Regions from separate parts of the Macaca mulatta genome. Here region 2 is linked to region 1. A link is a contact called in public Hi-C data. All regions are on one chromosome and are shown on one strand. Each heading gives the region's core, a stretch centred on a gene start, on an enhancer-like site or on the middle of the called end of the contact. The rest is flanking DNA. Distances are from core to core; before and after follow the strand shown. Region 1 holds the start of TAF8 (TATA-box binding protein associated factor 8). Region 2 holds the start of FRS3 (fibroblast growth factor receptor substrate 3).

Evidence for each region. A called contact is a pair of places that touch in the nucleus more often than the background predicts.
Region 2: a contact with region 1 is called in a Hi-C map of fetal cortex germinal zone, with 5 times the contacts expected there. The contact joins the promoter of FRS3 here to the promoter of TAF8 in region 1. A contact is called at or near these places in 7 of 14 Hi-C or Micro-C datasets (CD4 T cells, blood, cortical neurons and 3 more).

Annotation. Positions count from the first base shown.
Region 1 is chr4:140,109,152-140,112,987 of T2T-MMU8v2.0, reverse strand. It overlaps TAF8 (TATA-box binding protein associated factor 8), which reads left to right and starts at 1,486. Exons shown (of 9, transcript XM_015136339.3): 1 at 1,486-1,549; 2 at 2,317-2,473. The coding sequence starts at 1,505. It also overlaps a transcript of CCND3 not described here.
Region 2 is chr4:140,393,620-140,397,514 of T2T-MMU8v2.0, reverse strand. FRS3 (fibroblast growth factor receptor substrate 3) reads right to left here and starts at 1,764. Exons shown (of 7, transcript NM_001266191.1): 1 at 1,734-1,764. It overlaps PRICKLE4 (prickle planar cell polarity protein 4), which reads left to right and starts at 2,037. Exons shown (of 7, transcript XM_077999984.1): 1 at 2,037-2,751; 2 at 3,267-3,438. The coding sequence starts at 3,274.

The DNA.
Region 1 (3,836 bases), core at 237-2,736:
AGACGGAGTCTCCCTCTGTCGCCCAAGCTGGAGTGCAGTGGCGCGATCTCGGCTCACTGCAGCCTCCGCCTCCCGGATTCAAGCGATTCTCCTGCCTCAGCCTCCGGAGTAGCTGGGACTACAGGCGCCTGCCAGCACGCCCGGCTAATTTTTTGTACTTTTAGTAGAGACAGGGTTTCACCATGTTGGTCAGGCTGGTCTCGAACTCCTGACCTCAGGTGATCCACCCGCCTCGGCTTCCCAAAGTGCTGGGATTACAAGCGTGAGCCACCGCGCCCGGCCAATTTCTTGACTCTTACTACACGTCAGGCACTATGACAGACCCTTTCTGTGTATCATCCCATCTTACCCCCAGTTTTACAGAAGAGGAAACTGAGACACACTGAGGATTAGGTCAAGTGCCCGAAGTACCACAGCTGGCTAGTGTTAGGATTCAAACCCAGAGTCTGCGTCCTGCCAGGCAACTGCAAATGGGGACGATTACGGTGCAGCCAGAGGGGCTGACAGGCCAGGTAGAAAACAACTGGCAGCCGCGGGCACCCCACGCCCTGGGAGTGAGGCGGCAAGGGACAAGTCTCCCGCCCCACCCAGACTTGCCTCGCAAATACTTGCGGGTTGAGGGCGCGAAGGCAGCAGGATGCAGCGACAGACTTGGAGTAGGTAGTCCAGGCTCTACTCCAAGTGGGCCATTGACAGGCTGGGCGGCCCTCAGCACAAAATCACGAAGCTGGATGCTCCAGTGTTTCCCAACATTACCTGCTCAGGAGAATCATCTGGGGAGCTCCTTAATGAGAAAGATTCCCAAGTCCCTCTTCCACAGAGTGAAGTCACTGGGATTGGGCTGGACCCAGCCAGGTGTTGCTAATAATCAGACAAGTTTGGAAAACCCTGCAAGTGTAGTTGACCTCCTGGGTCCTTCCAGGAGTGTGCTCTTTACAAGAACCGATTTTCATATTAAAATAGGTTTCTTTTAACTCAGTGAAACCCAGCGCGTTTTCCCGGTCCACAACCAAGCCACTGAAGGCCCCAGAACACTTCACTTTCAAAAGGTCACGTGAGGCGGGTGCGGTAGCTCAAGCCTGTAATCCCAGCACGTTGGGAGGCCGAGGCCGCGGATTGCTTGAGCCCAGGAGTTCGAGACCAGCCTGGCCAACATGGCGAAATTCGGTCTCTACTAAAAATACAAAAACTAGCGGGGCGTGGTGGTGCCCGCCTGTAATCCCAGCTACTCCGGAGGCTGAGGCGGCAGGATCGCTTGAGCCCGGGAGGTGGCGATCGCGCCATTGCACTCTAGCCTGGGAGACAGAGAAGACTCTGTTATCTTAAAAAAAAAAAAAAAAAAAAAAAAAAAAAAAAAAAAGTCACGTGAGCCGGGGTCACCGCAGGCGTCCCCCAACCGACTGGGCTTCGGAAAACCAAGGGGCGCACGCCGCCCCGCCCCGTCCCGCCCCGCGACTACAAGTCCCATCGCGCCCCGCGCTCGCGCACACTACGCCAGAGCAAGATGGCCGACGCGGCGGCCACAGCTGGGGCCGGCGGCTCTGGAACGGTAAGGGCAAGAAGCGCGGACCCGGAGCCGAGAGAGTTTGGGTATCCTGCAACATTCCCCTAGACTGAGCAACAAGCTAGGCCCCATAAATCCAGCCCCATCATGAGCTCCGACTGGCGGAGGGTCTTTTCAGGCCGTACGCGCCCCCTCCCTGGGACTTGGCTGCGGCCGCCGGAGTTGGCGGACCTGTGTCTTGATTGGCTCCTTTGCTGTTGGGGGTTGGGAACCCGGAACACCCCCTGATTGGTCCGAACATGCCATTTTCGCCTTCTTATTGGCCGGCCAAAGTTGAAAGGCATTCCCGTTTCAAAACATTTAGCTTTCTTACTTTTTCGTGCTGTTTTCTTTTGTCCTCCTCGCCGTCACCTCTTGTTACTGTTTTCATTTTCCCTTTCAATGAAATGGTGTGAAGATGGGGGGCACAAGAGAGGGATCCTATTTTTTCTGGGGGACAGGTCTTAATCCCATCATGCGTGTTTCTTCAGCTGTGTATTCTAATAATCTGCTAAAGTAGAAAGTAAAAGACCTGCTATTTTATCTCATTGGGACCGTACTTTTTAGGTGGGCGGAAAAGTAGTCTCTGTATTTAAAGCACCTTGGGTGCTCAATTTTTACTCAGTTGGCCAAGATCTGTAAATCTAAACATTAAGCACTGATTTTTAAAATAAAAGTAGTAAAAGAACTTTGTTTGCCATTGACCACGTATGAACTATGTGATTGCATCCTTCTCCTGTGGATGAAAATCTTTCTGGGCTGCTGCTTCACAGAGATCGGGAAGTAAACAGTCCACTAACCCTGCCGATAACTATCATCTGGCCCGGAGGAGAACCCTGCAGGTGGTTGTGAGCTCCTTGCTGACAGAGGCAGGGTTTGAGAGTGCTGAGAAAGCATCCGTGGAAACGCTGACAGAGATGCTGCAGAGCTGTGAGTACACAGAAACACTAGTCCTTGGAGTCAACCCCAACATCAGTTCAGTGCCCTGCTTTGTGATAGTGTTTGAGAGGATTTAAGAAAAAGATAAACTTTTTTCTTAAGAGGGGAGAAAAAAAATTTTTTTTAATGTAAAAAGTTGAGAAAAGAGCATAATGGGCTGAGCGCGGTGGCTCACGCCTGTAATCCCAGTACTTTGGGAGGCCAAGGTGGGTGAATCACCTGAAGTCAGGAGTTCAAGACGAAACCCCGTCTCTACTAAAAAATACAAAAAAAAATTAGCTGGGCGTGGTGGCTGGTGCCTGTAATCCCAGCTACTCGGGAGGCTGAGGCAGGAGAATTGCTTGAATCTGGGAGGCAGAGGTTACAGTAAACTGAGATCTTACCACTGCACTCCAGCCTGTGAGGCTCCGTCCCCAACAACAAAAACAGAAAAGAGCATAATGAAGTGACTTACGGGCTTTAGAATCAGATAGACTTGGGTGTACATCATCACTCTGTCACTTAATAGCTTGGGCAAGCCACTGAATCTCCTGAACCTCAATTTCCTCATTTGTGAAATGAGATAACAGTTTGTACCTCATGGAGTTGCAAATGTAAGTGAGATATATATATAAAACATTCAGTGCTGGGGAGATTATAAGCTCTTGGTGAGTTATGGGTGCCCTTAAGGACTTTTGTTGGGGAGTCAGGGCTAATTCCCCATGCAATAGATATCATCACATTATGTAATCAAATGCTAGATTGTGTGATACAAAGAATGAAGGGGAAAAGCCACTTTTTTTTTTTTTTGAGACAAAAGAGTTTCACTCTGTTGCCCAGGCTGGGGTGCTGCAGTTTCACAATCTCAGCTCACTACAGCCTCCGCCTCCTGGGTTCAAGCAATTCTCCTGCCACAGCCTCTCAAGTAGCTGGAATCATAGCCATGCACTACCACTCCTGGCTAATTTTTGTATTTTTAGTAGAGACAGGGTTTCACCGTGTTGGCCAGGCTGGTCTCAAACTGCTGACCTCAGGTGATCCGCCCACCTCTCAATGTGCTGGGATTACAGGCGTGAGCCACCGCACCCAGCTGAAAAGCCACTTTTAAAAGGAAATGTGTTGAGATTTAGAAGCCCGGGTGTGGTCTCACAGAGGCTTTTCTGCATGTACAACATATTTCCCTGTTTTGAACTTTCGGGGGATGGGATAGGATGAGGGTTGGAAGTATTTATGGTGTTTCTTAGGGATCAACAACTATGAAAGGAAGTAGGAGAAAGGTTTGGGCAGAGGGAGAAGTGGAGTGCAATGCAGGCCAAACAAAGAACTGGACAACTTAGCCAGGAACCCTGGAGCATCATTGCCTATCAAGCTGAAA
Region 2 (3,895 bases), core at 515-3,014, 280 kb before region 1:
GAGAGGGACAGACTCCCAGAGCATCAATGAGTTTGAAGTCTAAGACAACCCAAAGCCTTTCTTTTTTTTTTTTTTTGAGACGGAGTCTCACTCTGTCACCCAGGCTGGAGTGCAGTGGCGCGATCGCAGCTCACTGCAAGCTCTGCCTCCTGGGTTCACGCCATTCTCCTGCCTCAGCCTCCCCAGTAGCTGGGACTACAGGCGTCCGCCACCACGCCCGGCTAATTTTTTTGTTTTTTTTTTTAGTAGAGACAGGGTTTCCCCATCTTAGCCAGGATGGTCTTGATCTCCTGACCTTGTGATCCACCCGCCACAGCCTCCCAAAGTGCTGGGATTACAGGTGTGAGCCACCACGCCTGGCCAAGGCCTTTTAAGTCACTTTAGGTGTCTCCCTCTGAGTCCTGTTACAACAAACATCAAAACCATCACCTTACCTTTGCAGAGAACTTTAACTCTACAAAGAGCTTTCTCAAAAGGACACTGTGATATAGTAGAGAGAGCACTGGTTTAAGATTCAGGAAACCAATATTCCGGTCAGTTTTGTTGCTACTAAGTATCTGGGAGACTTAAGTCAACCCCCCAACTCCCACCTAAGGTCTTAGTTTTTGGGGAAACCATCTATAAACTGGGGAGCTTCTAGCTTAAATAACTTGTAAGGCAAAAATGTAAGACAAACATCACTAAAATTGACATGTTCCTCTTCCAAGACAGGCTGCTTCAATTTCGCATTTGGAAGCTTGATAGATTTTCTGCTCCCCAAGCTCTGAAAGGTCTAATTTCAACATAAATGTTAACAGTAAGCCAAAATTTCAGGGCCTCTGAGCCCAAGGTAAACACGTCAACAAGCCAGGACCCTGCAGACCCCTGGACATTCCACATTCCTGCTCTGGAGAAACAATACTTCCCAGGGCCCCTTGCACCCTGCAACCTTGGACAACTTCCAGGTAAAAGGACCCCATCCCCTTGGTCTGGCTTATTTTCTGGAAGGAAGAAGCAGGCTCAGGGAGGTGTGCAAGGACTAAAGACAGGTTGCTGGGAAAATACTGGGGCTTGAGCCACAGACGGGGTGGGGGGAGGGTGGGGGCACCAAGAACTCTAGGGTGCAAGATGGGGGAGGGGTTGCACTTCCCTATCACCATCTCTTCTCCTTAAGATATCAGGATGGACCACATAGCTCACTGAGGAAGGACTGCATTGAGTGGAAATGGCGAGAGGCCTCTGGTCTTGGATAGGTATGATCAGGGGCAGGAGTTAGATGGGGTGTGGGGGCTGAAAACGTATGAGGACGTTTGGGGAAACATGAGCAAGAATTTTGGATGTGGGCATTTTGGATAGTGCAAGGAGAATACGGATATGAGGGATCCTAGGAATTTCCGGGCAGTGGAAGCATTTGGGGGCATCCAAGAGAAATGTTGGGTCCGTGCGCATAGCAGATTTGCTGAGCGAGTGAGGGGGTTCTGAGGGCTCCAGGAGATGCGATGGTGTGTCCAGGGCGGAAAGGGTAGAGGTGGGTTAGGGGAGCCAGAGTCTGCAGGACTGTCAGGGGAATTTCTAGACGCCCGTAAGGAATGAAGAGGTCTGGGTGCGCGCTCTCCCCGGATCCCCGCCCCCAGCCCCGGTGCTCCGCCGCCCGCCTGCCCGGGGCTTCCTAGGGAGGGAGTGGAGACTGCGGCGCGGCGCGACGCGGCCTCGGTGAAGCCGCCTCGTCCCCGCCCCGCCGCGCCCCGACTCACATCGCCCCGCGGCCCGGGCGGCGCCGGGCCCCGCTCCCGGGTCCCGCTGCAGCAGCCGCCGCCCGCCCAGAGCTAAGGCCTCCCCGCCCCGCCCCGCCCCGCGGCCGCGGGGTCGGAGGTCACCGGCAGCACCAACGAGACGCTGCGGGCGGGCGGACCCGAGCGGGGGCGACCGGCACGCAGCCTAGAAGGTCCCTTTGGAGGACTTTGCAGTCGGGAGCAGTGAGCATGCGCAGACGCTAGAGGGCGCTCCTGGCCAGGGGCTGAGAAAGCCCGGCGGGGGGGAAGGGCGGAGCCTGCGGCGGAGGCGGGGCGCAGAGGCGGGGCTGAGGACACCAAAGTTGGGGGTGCTGCAGCGAGCGAAAAGGGGATGGAGGGTTGGGCGAGAAACGAAGGGAAGGGGAGAGGGTCTGAAGGGACCTGAAGGGAGACAGGCAAGACGATGTAACCCGGAAGAGGGCTGAGGGGAGGGGAAGGGGCCAGGGGGACCACTGGAGACAAGGGGGAGAGAACTGAAGGGAAACACGCGGAGGGGCGGGGCTGGGAGACCAGAGGGAGAGTTTGGGGAGACCTGGGAACTGCAGAGGGACAGGGCTGCGCGCCCGGCGAGTCGTTTCCATTCAGCGAGTGGTTGAGAACCCAGCGTAAACGCGGCTCCCGGCGTCTACTGGATGCCCGCCGGGCGCAGTCCCAGCCTGAGCCCCTGCACCTGCATGGCAGAGGCCGTGGAGCCCGCACATTTCCACCCTGAGATCCCACAAATGTGGTTTTGTTTTGCTTTCCCCCCCGCCCCCAATCTGCAGCTCCAGGCCCCTCCCTGAGCCGCCCCTCTCCACCAGCAGGGGAGGGGCGAGCGGGGACCCCTGGGGCGTGGGAGAGGAAGGGCCGCGCTGTTAGTGAGGGCGGGGGCCGGCGGGGGCGGACGGGGGCGGGCGCTGACGCCTTCGGGTGGGGTCTGGGTGAGGGGCCTGACGGCAGAGTCGGTCCAGAACTGCCCGGACAGCGACGCACAGCGATGGTGAGACCCCAGCCAAGTCCTGGTCCACTCCCCTAAAATCCCAGCAGCCAGACCCGGAAGCCCAGCGGACTCGGGAAACTCCGCGTCCCAGCCCCGGAGGCGGGCCCGCCAAGTTCTAGAAAAGCTTTGGGGATCTACCGAGAGGGCACTCGGCGGGACCGGGCACTCCCCTTCCTTCTCCCTCCCACTGTCCCCAGAAATCTTCCCATCCCTCCACCTCCCCAAGCCCTAAGTCCTCTCGGGCTCTGCCCTTCAGGGCAGCGGGGGTTGGGGATGTCCAGCTCCTGAGCCCTCTTGCACCTGCACAGAGGCAAGACAAGGGATTCAGCTCTGTCCCTTATCTGAGGTGGGAGGGGGAAGGGAATTATGGAGGGAATCCAGCTGGCCTGTTAGTAAGGGTGTCCCAGTGCTAGGTGGAGGTGGAGTCTGGCTGCCTTTGGGGAGATGGAAGGGTGAGGAGTAGAGGCCTGATTTCTGAGCGTTGTTTCTGTGTTGGACAATTCCATGCAAACTAGAGCTAAAATGGAAGAGGGTGCAAGTCATTCTCCTGGGGCCCCAGATGCTCCCTCCTTTCTTGCTGCCTGGAGCAGGGGCAGTGCTGTTAGTGGCTACTCCGGGTGTGAACAGCCCATCCTGGCCACCTTCCACAGGAAGCCTGACCTGAGGGACAGAAGAGGAAGGAAGCAGGTGGGTGTGAAGCCAGGAAGGAGGGAAGGGTGGCACAGGACATTTGAAGTGGGAGTGGAGGGGCAGTGCTGAGGAGGGTTCAGTGCTGGGAAGCAATATTAACTGTTACGGTCCAAACCCTCACCTCAACCCCAATACAAATCCCTGGCCCAGTCTTACAGAGGCCAGGGATTTGATGATGACCCTCCTGTGCCTAGCTACTTTGAGAATCTATCCCAGCTCTCAGAAGCCAGATGCCCCTAAGGCTTCCCTTAGCCGCTGGTATGATCTTGGGCCAGTTAATTGTTTCAACTGTCAAGTGGAATAAAAGAAATTACCTCATAAGATTATTGTGAGGATGGACTATATCATATAATATTCTAGAAGAGTCCTTGGCACAGAGTAAATATTATTAAAAAGTTTGCTCTGGTTATTTTTTTCTCCAGGGTTTGTATCTGCCCAGAGCTCTGATCCCATT